Linked DNA regions of Zea mays: region 2 is linked to region 1. The links are chromatin contacts, called in public Hi-C maps. All regions are on one chromosome and are shown on one strand. Each heading gives the region's core, a stretch centred on a gene start, on an enhancer-like site or on the middle of the called end of the contact. The rest is flanking DNA. Distances are from core to core; before and after follow the strand shown. Region 1 holds the start of LOC100381576. Region 2 holds the start of LOC103641257 (probable mixed-linked glucan synthase 6).

Region 1 (5,688 bases), core at 89-2,588:
TATGGACATGACCTTACAATAAGAAAAGGGATGGTATCTGCTATAGCATAAGCATCTAAAGCTAGGGCCACTATAAAGAGACCATTTCTTTGCACATTGTCGATAAAAGCTGGTTACTTGGGATAAACAGGTAGAGATGTGCAAATCACATGAAACAATCCGAAAAGGAAGAACCATATCAAGAAGATTCTGTAGTGATGAACAACCAGAAGCAATAAAACTTCAACAAGACAAAAGAACAAAGGAAGCATTGACTACATTTAACTGACACCTTATCCATCATAATTACTAAGGGAACTCAAAGAAAGACATTATTTGGCACCAGAATAACCAGAAAGAAGATTTAAAAAATAGTAAACCTACACAAGTAGCAGTTACATAATTGAACTATTTGATTTATACCAATTGTGCACATAGAAAATTAAATGCTACCATACAATCTAATTAAATTTAGACCAAAGAACATCATAGAATTTATATTCACAAATCGTAACCTGATATTTTAAGGAAGTCTATATGTGTGACTAAACATATCAAAATCAAACAATCAACACCTTTGATTGATCAATGTGCGAAGTCTGGAAGCTTTGAATGGTGGGAAATTCAGCTTGTCCCGGAACAGAGGGTTTGCTTCAATGAGCTTTTTGAGCTCCAAAAGCATGATATTCCGGGCTGACTTTGTGTCCCCATACTTGGACAGCTGCTCATTTTGCCTGTTGATCATTAATACACAATCACATCCGCCCCGGCCCAATGCACTAAACATTTTTCTTCTGAACAGAAAGTTACCGAACCTGAAATTCTCCAAGGTCAGCAGCTGCGTTATCTCCTTGAACAGCTCCTCATTGAAGGAGGCGAATACCTTAAGATCCTTCACGAGAATCTCCACAGCCTTGGCTCTGTCATGCCTGTGACACCGACAGCAAATTCAGCAAAAAAAACAACCTTGACAACGACAAGGGACCAAGAGTAGCTTAGCGATGGGTCAGTCACCTATCAAGGGCCTCGAGGTACTTTTGCTTGCGGATCTCAAAGAAGATCTTCATGGAGTAGCGGTTGTCCTCCACCTTGGTGAAGCCGCTGAGGTACTTCTCCACCTCGTCCCACTCGCCGCCCTGCACGAGGTCCTCGAAGTGCTTCATGTTGAAGTAGAAGCCCGACTCCTGCTCCAACCTGCAGAGGCAACCGCAAAAGGGATCAGAAATCCAGCAAAGCAAGGCCTCGAAAAAAAGCCATTCATGGTCATGGCCTGCACTCACTTGTGGACCGTCTCTTTGAACTTCTCCTCGTCGAGGAACTGCAGGATGAGGAAAACCAGCTCCCTGCTAAGAGACGACATGGCTCCCCCGATCCCGGCCGGAGCCTCCAGCTCTCAAAAACCGGCCTAAACCTCGGGCCTTCCCGGCAGATCCCTCCCAAACCCCCCGCAAAAACCCGCTTCAAACCGCCCAAAAAGCGACAGCAGCAACTCAGCAAGCAAGCGGCTACACCGAGCTCAAAACCTTGCTCGGGAGCCCAGAGCCAGAACCCACGAACCAAGCAAACTCACGACCAGAGCACGGGCCTCGCCGCGCCCATCCCGCCGGGATCCCCGCCGATTCCGTCGGCGCGACCGCCGATCTGAAGCTGCCGACGCCGGCAGCTCGAATCCGGCCGCCAGGCGTCGCCTGCAGAGGGTCCCGCCTCAAACGCGCCGCCGTCGGCTAGGGTTCGGCCGCGCCGCCGCCTCCGTCTCCACGCCTCAGCAACAGCTGCCCGCGTTTCGCTTCTTTTATCTCGCTCGCTTAGTTTCTCTCTCCGAGAACTTCTCTCGCTCTCTGTTTTCTCCTCACCCGTTTCGGGGTTTTTCGGACCGCGTTTTATAGCCCCCTCGAGCAGTCTCTGCATATATAGCAACCCAGACAACCCGAGCAATTACGGTGACGCCCTCCTAGCAGCCACTATATTTACGCGTCTACCACTGTCGCATCAGGTCTCCAAGGGCAACCTCGTGATTTTTCTCGGGGAGGGCAGAAGCGGGAAAGCGGCGGTCGCGCGGTCGCTTGCCAGCCAGGGAGGGTTGTTTCCGTCATTCGGCGCATGGGAAGCGGAGCATCTGGGGGTGGCTGCGGGGCCCACGATGATCGTGGGGACGGTGAGGGGTAGAACGGTCATTTTGGGAGCCGGATACTGTAAGTTTTCCCTGCTGCCACGTCACCCTTCCTCGTACCCATTAAAATAACTCCTTTCTCTTGCCCGGTTTTCCTCCCTCTCTCCATCGCTTTCTGGCGCATCACCGGTTTCAATTTTTGAACGAGGCGGGTTTGTGGTAGGCGCACCCAGCACACCTACCCAGCTTTTCAGGCGTGTACTAAGTTTGATCATGACACGATATAGAATATGTTCTCTTTCTTAGATACTATAGCTTGCTGTTCCAGAAAAAATTGTATATATAGAAGATATACTTGGCTGAAAGATGTTGTGCTATGGATTAAATAGGTATCCAAATTGTTAAGATAAATTTCATATTTTAAAATAGATCATTTCTTATATTATCAAACACACTTATTATAAATAAGAATAAATTTTTGCATAAATTAATTTATACGATATTTGCTCTTGCAACAAAAAATGAAAAAATATATGTAATTGTATCCAAATTATATCCGAATTTTATATCTATTGTTTGAAAAAAATATGATAAATTTGATATTTATTTTTATGAATCTTCATAAGCTCAATGTTAAAAATAAAAATATAAATTTGCATAGCAGATTATATATCCTATTTATTCACAGTAAAAGAGAAAATACCAAAAAATGATGTTTGAATAAATATTTATTTTCATCCCAACTTGTGCATCTGCATACCATATTTCATCGGCTCAACGGTGAAATAATATCTTTTTGGCTACAAAAGTGTTTATTTATGTTAATGTACAGATCATCATATTGCAGATATATTTGTATCCGACACATGTATTTTCTCTAGTTGGCAATTGGTACTCTTTGAGAAGATTGCTTGAACACATGATGTTTTCATCATTAAAGCTAATGTTTTCAACCTCTATTATTTTTTTATCTTTGAGTATGTTGAGAGATGAGTAGCCAATTTAGGGCATGTACAACCCCATTAATTGAGGTGTCTCTTAAGGGGTTTCTAGAAAGTTAAGTGAAAAAACTCAAGATAAGAGCATGTCTCGTCATGACTTTCTATATTTATTGTCTCTTTACTATATTATGGTCTAGAGGCTTAGGGTTGTATTATGTAGTCTCTTACCTGTCTCTTTGATTTAGAAAACCGTTCTAGAGTCTCTAGGTTGTACATGGAAATGGGTGTCTACCATGAAAACCATGTATGTATATTGAGACTGATCTAAAATAGGAAGTACGAGAACATGGCATTCATATATGGTATAGCAATGCATTGAGGCTACCTTCTAAATCTGATTCTCATAAAAAATACTTGTTCTCTAATCGATGTTCGTAGCAGCCCTAACAAGACTTTGGTTGTTGACCATGCAGATAGTCATGGTATGGATACAAACTAGCTATTGTTTCATCCACAAGCTAACGCTAACGCCTAGTTTATTTCGGTGCCAGCATTACCACACACAAGAAAGCCAGCAGCGGCCAATTGGTTTGCACACACGTGCCAAATAAAACCACGGCGACATGTTGGTTCACACTACAATAACAGAAGCCATTTTCGGTGGCCATAAACCGCCAAAATGAGCCTTTCGGTAGCAGGTGCGACATCAGGAGAGAGGAGGGAGTGAGAAGGGAAGAGAGGAAAGAGAGAAGAAAGGGTGTTGTGTCACGTTAAAATTCATTATTTTTGGCAGCCGGAACGCATGCCGTCGAAAATAAGGTTATTTTGGGCGGCCATAGAACTTAGCCGCTAAAAATAACCTTATTTTTTGCGGCCAGTCGACCACTCACAACCTCCAAAAGTTACTTACTATTTTCGGCGACCAGGGTTCGGCCGCCAAAAATGGTGTGCAGTTTTTTGTGTCACGAGAGTTTTTGCCAAATAGCAGCTGAGAATGCTTTAGGGAGTATTCGAACGAGTCATAAACACTTCATAATTGCTATCTCGTAATGTTTTAGGTATAGAAAAATAGTTGGTGCATGATCATAAGTAGTAAGCTTGGCCATATCCTTGAACGGTCCTGTTAGAATGCTTTGATGCTACTAGACATGTAGGAAATAACTTATGGTAGCATCCCTAATGAATCATCAAGAGCTGACCATACATACAATCTGCGTCTAGATAGAACAATCTATTAGCTCACCCATAAGCTAAGGCTATAGTGGCGACTAACTAGTATATATATGCCCGCGTGTAGACTGTGGGCAAAACCATAACGCTCGGTTGGTTCCGTAGATTTTTTTAAACTAGCATTTTTCTAGAGTTGCTTTAGAGAGCATCCAACTAAGCCATAAACTTTGTTTTTTACCATAATAGGTTATATATTAGAAACTTCAATAATATGCACATAATCATAAAGGGAGAAATAAAAAAGTGCAAAACATGATTCTTTTCTATGTTCCATGCTTCCTCACAAACTTCATCCACTAGTGATGGGTGATATCTCATGTCTCATCCTTGATAGAAAGATGCATGTGGTAATTTTGTTAGTACCAGCATGTGCTAGATTAGGGGGTGTTTGATGTCCTTGCTAAAGTTTAGTTCGTGTCACATCGAATGTTAGAGTGATAATTACATGTATTAAATATAGTCTAATTACAAAACTAGTTACATAGATAAAAACTAAACGATAAGACGAATTTATTAAGCCTATTTAATACATGGTTATGAATTTATTGCAGCATCACATGTGTCTATTCAAAAGGGTGTGCATGTGTCTAAACTTCTTCTGATCTTATTTGAATTGCATGCGCAGTTTAGAAAACCCAACGGGAAAGTAAAATACACTATGCATGCAATTCAAATAAACTTTCTTTAAAAAATGATGTACTTTGTTGGGTGACAATAAGTACTCTTAGACTATGTCCACCAGTTTACTCGTATGGTCACCCAAGACACTTATTTGCATTATTTAGCATTATAGATTGCATTGTTCACATAGTAAAGTTCAAATATAGATATGAGTATGAGTAAGCTGCCGAAGATTACTTGGTTTCTAAAGAAATAAAGATAGGGACATAAACGCTAGGTTAGGTGCAGTCATTAAAAAAGGCTAACCGGGGACATGAAAAGGACGCGTGAGATGTCCGAGTATATGTAGCGTGTCGGGGTTGGGTCTTAATTCTCGATTTCCAGACTTGTCGCTTTCTAGCTGCGCGCTAGTGCGCGAGTAGCCGTCGATAAGGATGAAAGTGATAATCTGAACTGTCAGGACAAAATTAATATTTTAATATATATATATATATATATATATATATATATATATATAATTTGATGTTGATCTTTTTTATGTTACTAAACGCATTATTACAAATAAAAATAAAGTATTGTATAAGTTGTTTTATTTATCATTTGTCCGTACAATAAAAAGTTGAAAATTTATGGAATTTTTTTCAGATCCATATCGAATTTATATCTATCGTTTGAGAAAATATAGGCTGAATTTAAGGTTTTAGTTTTTTTAATAGTTACAAGCTTAATATTAAAAATAAGAATATAAATTTTATAATATATTTTATATCATATTTATCCACAACAAAAAACGACAAAAACTAATTA
Region 2 (5,621 bases), core at 1,429-3,928, 630 kb after region 1:
GACCGCGGACCGTCCGGCCTCAGCGCCGGACTGTCCGCGCTGCTCAATTTGACTTCCAACAGTTAGGGCGGCACCTAATAATAAGGTTTGGTAGACAATGAAGGGCGTGGCGCTGGTGGTGCGTACGTACGGTGGGAGAGCTAGTCAGTCAGTCTGACCATGTTATCGGGCAAAGCAAGCAGGCGCGACAACTGTGGTGGCGTGCAGTGTGGCACTGCATTGGCCAGCAAGGCTAGCTAGCTAGCATCATTCATGAGTCCTAGCTGCTCGGTATCGGTATTGCTCTCTCTCTCTCTCCCTGCGAGCATGGATGGATGGACGGGTCGGGCATCGGAGCATGATGAGTGGCTTCCTAGCTCCCCGCCGCCGGTTGCTTTGACGGCAGGTAGACCGCAACACGCGCGCGCGCACGTACGGACGGCGAGCTGTTAATGGTGCTACGGCAATCTCGCGGTCGCGGAGGAGGCTTGCACTGCGCGCGCGCGTACACGGTTGGAGTTGGAGGTGGTGACTGCTGGCTTTAATGGCGTTGCCCGGGGGGGTTTAACGTGCCGGCGTTTGCAGTTGGGACGTGCGCGCGGATTATGTACGTACGTTACGTGTACTCGATCGATCCATCGCCGGAACCGGTGGATGGATCTCGGTGGGGGTTTTAATCACCGGGGGTCCGTACCAGGTAGTACGCAGTTTTCGTATGCGTACTTGACGCTTAATTAGCTGTGTGCGTGCGTGTGCGCATAGGCGTCGTGACTCGTGAGGGAGGCTGGCTGTGGGTCGAACGAAGGGGAGTGAGATCGATGCGTGAGACGCCGGATGACGGGCGGTTCGGTCGATGCGCGTGTATGGATGTGGGCCGGTCCCGGCGAGGTTTTTGACCTGGGGCAGAGATGCACGTTACTCGTACCGGGCCGCCGGGACCATGGCGCGGGCGGGCGGAACGTGGTGGTTTCCCCGTGAACCCATTTGGTTGCAAGGGAACAAAAACGCCCCCCTCCTCTCTCTCTCCCTTGCTCTCTGCTCTCCGCTGTGACCGGAGTAAACCAAACCCGCCTCGGCCCCCCCGACCCGAGTCACCAAGGAATCTAAGGAAGACATGGCCACGACCCACGAGCCTCGTCCCGTGGAATTTTAACCCGCTACATACATGATACATCCCCCGACGCGGGAGGCCGATCAGATACACCACCGCCGTTCCATTGATGGGAGGGAGGAGGCGTCGGCGTCGGCGGAGGAGCTGCAAAAGGCGAACGCAAGGAATCTTCCAATCAGGAGGCGCGAGGACATTCGCTCGCTAGTAGTACAGTACACCCTAACCATTCCTTCTCCGTCCTGACAGCGCGATGAGCAATTAACCGAGCCCCACGCATCAGCTCAGCGCGTTTAAAAAAAAATGGGGGTGTGTGTATTTTTATGATAAGAGCACAGGGCACAGCAGCAACTATAGATGCCCAAACGGGCGGCCCGGCCCGACCCGGCACGGGCCCGTTAGGCACGATGGATAATCGGGCCGTGCCCGGCCGGCCCGCGTGCCGCAGCCGCGGCCCAGGCACGGCACGGCGGCCTGGTAGTCGTGCCGGGCCGGCCCGTTAAACCGCCACGCTCTCCTATTAAATGAGGGAAAATAGCAAAAAACTATGTCTGGGTGAGAAATTGAACCCGCGACCTCCCTCTAACAGGCTGAAAGCACTAACTGAAACAGACTAACCAGTAGAACTCGACTGCATTTGTTGTAAATATCGAATATAAAATGTAAATATATATATATTATATTTTGTAAAATAAAAAACATATAATCGTGCCGGGCCGGGCCGGCACTGCGGGCCGAGCCAGCGGCCCAAGCACGGCACGGTTCTCGTGTCGGGCCCGGCTCGGCACTATTAAACGGGCCGTGCTTCGGGCCGGCCCGTTAGGCACGGCCCATTTGGCCATCTATAGCAGCAACCACCACCAATAAAAAAAACAAAACTACTAATCATTACCGCCGCTTTATTCTGTTCCCGCCGATTAGTGCCTAGGTTAATCATGTAGCCCAGTGGGCGCGCCTGGGCGGGACGTGAAATCCGCGCCGCGTATCTCTGGCCGCGAGCGATGATTTTAGGATTTGTAAATAAATAAATAAATAATCAGGCGGAGGGTATAGTGCGGCCAGGGGGATCACATGGGGAGGTTAACACGGAGTCTGAGCGGGAGCAGACTGGTAGGTAGCTGGGCCTGTTCTGTTCTCCGGTCCTGTGCGCTGCGCTGCGCAGCTTGCCCAATGGCTGCCTGCCACCTACACACACGCGCACAGCTCACCTTCTTCCTTCCTCCTCCTCCTCATCATTCGTCGTCGTCGTCTCTCCTTCTCGCTCACACGCAAACACACTGATTATTACCATATAAATCGTCGAGGGAGGCCGGGCTTTGCCTTCCAGAACTCACCACCACCACCACGCACACACACACACGACACGCGCATAGGGACACGGACTCGACAGAGCTGTGTTAGTGAGTAGATACCTACAGCTACAGAGTGGTAGCAAAAGAGAGAGAGGGACGTGTGCAGACGCGTACAAAAAAATACAGAGGGAACTGAGCTAAGCTAGCCAGCCCCGACCGACACTCGGCTGGTGAATTCCGGCCCATAATTTCTATATATCGCGTTCCCGTCCCTCCCCCCCACGTACTTCACTCGACACCTCCCGCGCCACCTTCTTCTCTTCTCCCCTCCCTCCCTCCCTCCCCCCCGCTCCTCCTCTGTCTTCCACTCATCCTCACACAACCTAGAAGAGCAGACGAGGCAGCTAGCTTCAGGTTCTTGGTCTCCGTTGATCCTCTCCTCCCACCCAGACCCTGCTCGGCCTCTTCTCTCTTGCCGAGAGAGAGAGAGAGAGAGAGAGAGAGAGATACAGGGGAGCCAGCTACCTCCGGCCGCCGCCAGGCAGGCAGAGAGGGAGGGCGCGCCCGGCATTATGGCGGCGGGGCAGCAGCAGGCGAGCGGCGGCGCCAAGCACGGGTGCGTGTGCGGGTTCCCCGTGTGCGCGTGCGCCGGCGCCGCGGCGGTGGCGTCCGCCGCGTCCTCCGCCGACATGGACCGCGTGGCCGTGGCCGCCACCGAGGGCCAGATCGGCGCCGTCAACGACGAGAGCTGGATCGCCGTCGACCTCAGCGACGACGGCCTGTCCGCCGACGGCGCCGACCCGGGCGTCGCGCTCGAGGACCGCCCCGTCTTCCGCACCGAGAAGATCAAGGGCGTCCTCCTCCACCCCTACAGGTATACTCCTCCTCCGTTCCTATCCTAACGATCCATATCTGCTCTGAGGTCTGAGCTGAGCTTCGGTTCATTCACCTCGCCGGCGCGCGCACGCCGCACGCCGCGCGCGTCTGCATTGACCGGCCTCGCCGCCGGTCGTCACACGCTACGACGCCAGAGCACGTCGAGCCAGTCTCCCACCCCACTACACTACGCCCCAAGCACTAGTCCTAGGTTGCAGTTGCAGCTGTGAATTAGTAATAAACAAAAAAAACCAGGCAGTTAAAATTGCAATATAATCTCTTCAATCCGGCTCGGACAAGTGCACGTTACAGTTAGGCAGGCACAGTGGATGAGTGGACCCTCCTCCTCGTCGCCTGGCCCCCCGCCCTCTGGGATACCGCGTCTCCCGTTGTGCTGTCGGCACTGGCGCCACCGCCGCTGCAGGGTGGGGCCAGCCGCCAGCTGGCGCGGGGCGGAACGTTGGGGCCTTGGGGGGAGAGTTAAATAAATTCGGTGGTTTCCGGGACCCTCCCACTGCCAGGTGGGGTCCGTCCGCCCCGGGCGGGGGCTCGTAGTCGTAGTACATTTTTACTACCTGCTCTGGAGTCTGGAGTAATAACGGGAGGCGGCCGACACTAGGCGTGGCTCGCATGTGAGAGTCCAAGCAAAGGCAAAGCCATCATTGAAAGCCTCCAAATTCCGGTAAAGACCCATTTATGATTAGTGAGAAAGTCCGGGGGTAATAACTGCAAAGTGCCTTATTGTTGTCTGTCCACTAATTGCCCTTTTGGGAGAAAAAAAGCTGGGGTAGTGGTAGCCCCCTCCTTTGGGGGTTTGGATTGGATTCTTCTAGAGGGCTCAACTGTCTTTCTTTTTTACGGGGTTGCATCTAGTCCTAGCTTTCATGGAGCTTGCGCATCCAGGGAAAAGGACCGGCACGTCTCTAAAAGCACAGGCTCGTTAGATAGAGGAAGGAAAAGCTGGGGTAGTGGTAGCTCCACATTAGCCTCTGCCTCGGCATGGTGACAGCTCGAGACGGAGGGGATTAGATCTCGGCCTATTTACAGCTCAGACCGTAGCAGTACCTGGCTCTGGCTGTAGAGGACTACCACGTACTTTCCAAGTCCACGCTGTACAGCAGCACTGCGTGCATCCCTCACACACACCACACCGTATCGGGCTACTACCGGAGCATACATACACACACACAGACATGAGTGGTAGGGAAGCTTGCCAGGAAATTATTCCAGGCGGGCCCCTGACACGAGAGCATGATTGCAGCGGGCCCAGGCTTGTAGGTGACGGACCCCCCAAGTGGAAACAAAAGAGACCTGTTGTTTCCAGAAGCGAAAAAAAAAACAGAAAGCGAAGAGGAGAAATGTGGCGGGGGTAAAGAAACCGTTATTCCTGGCAAATCAATGCCGCGCTGCCTCTCTGGGGCATGGGGCGGGGCCCACCGAGCGGCGGCCTTGCCTTGCCTTGCCTGGCTGGCAGGCGCTGGCGCTTTCACGCCGCGGGCCCGTGGGATGGGAGTGATGACTGATGAGTGGACGGAACGGACGAGCTCCTCCCCCGCGTGTCGGTGGCGTGGCGTCGTGCCAGCTCACGCGCATTGACTGCCTCTGACACCCGCACCACGCCAGCCAGCGGCTCCGTTTCCTCGCCCTCACATGATTGGTTGGTGGGCTGGTGCTTTTCGCCGCGGGTGGACGGACGGACGGACACGCCTGTGGGTGGCAGCGCACATATGCATAGCATGCTCGCCGACACGATGCACGTTCCTTCTTCCCGTAACCCGGACGGCCGGACCCCTCCAATTATTGCACGACCCAACATCGTGCGTGCACGCACTCGCTCAATCACCACTCGCGCTTTATATGATTTTTTTATTTACATATAACCATTCACCATGATTTGCAAAAAAAATTTGTTAAACTTAAAATCTGTCATAGAAAAAAAGTACTAGTGAACTGTGGGTGAAAACAAAATTTATTCACGACTGGATTTGGGGTGGCTGCAGGGTGCTGATCTTCGTCCGGCTGATCGCGTTCACGCTGTTCGTAATCTGGCGCATCTCGCACCGCAACCCGGACGCGCTGTGGCTGTGGGTGACGTCGATCGCGGGCGAGTTCTGGTTCGGCTTCTCGTGGCTGCTGGACCAGCTGCCGAAGCTGAACCCGATCAACCGCGTGCCGGACCTGGCGGCGCTGCGGCAGCGGTTCGACCGCGCGGGCGGGGGCGCCGGCGGAGGGACGTCGCTGCTGCCGGGGCTGGACGTGTTCGTGACGACGGCGGACCCGTTCAAGGAGCCGATCCTGAGCACGGCCAACTCCGTGCTGTCCATCCTGGCCGCCGACTACCCCGTGGAGCGCAACACGTGCTACCT

The links. A called contact is a pair of places that touch in the nucleus more often than the background predicts.
Region 2: a contact with region 1 is called in a Hi-C map of ear, with 2.2 times the contacts expected there. The contact joins the promoter of LOC103641257 here to the promoter of LOC100381576 in region 1. A contact is called at or near these places in 2 of 25 Hi-C or Micro-C datasets (ear and tassel).

Annotation. Positions count from the first base shown.
Region 1 is chr10:77,879,901-77,885,588 of Zm-B73-REFERENCE-NAM-5.0, forward strand. LOC100381576 reads right to left here and starts at 1,339. Exons shown (of 25, transcript NM_001174401.2): 1 at 1,260-1,339; 2 at 994-1,173; 3 at 795-908; 4 at 555-713. The coding sequence starts at 1,339.
Region 2 is chr10:78,504,836-78,510,456 of Zm-B73-REFERENCE-NAM-5.0, forward strand. It overlaps LOC103641257 (probable mixed-linked glucan synthase 6), which reads left to right and starts at 2,679. Exons shown (of 3, transcript NM_001328377.1): 1 at 2,679-3,253; 2 at 5,256-5,621. The coding sequence starts at 2,952.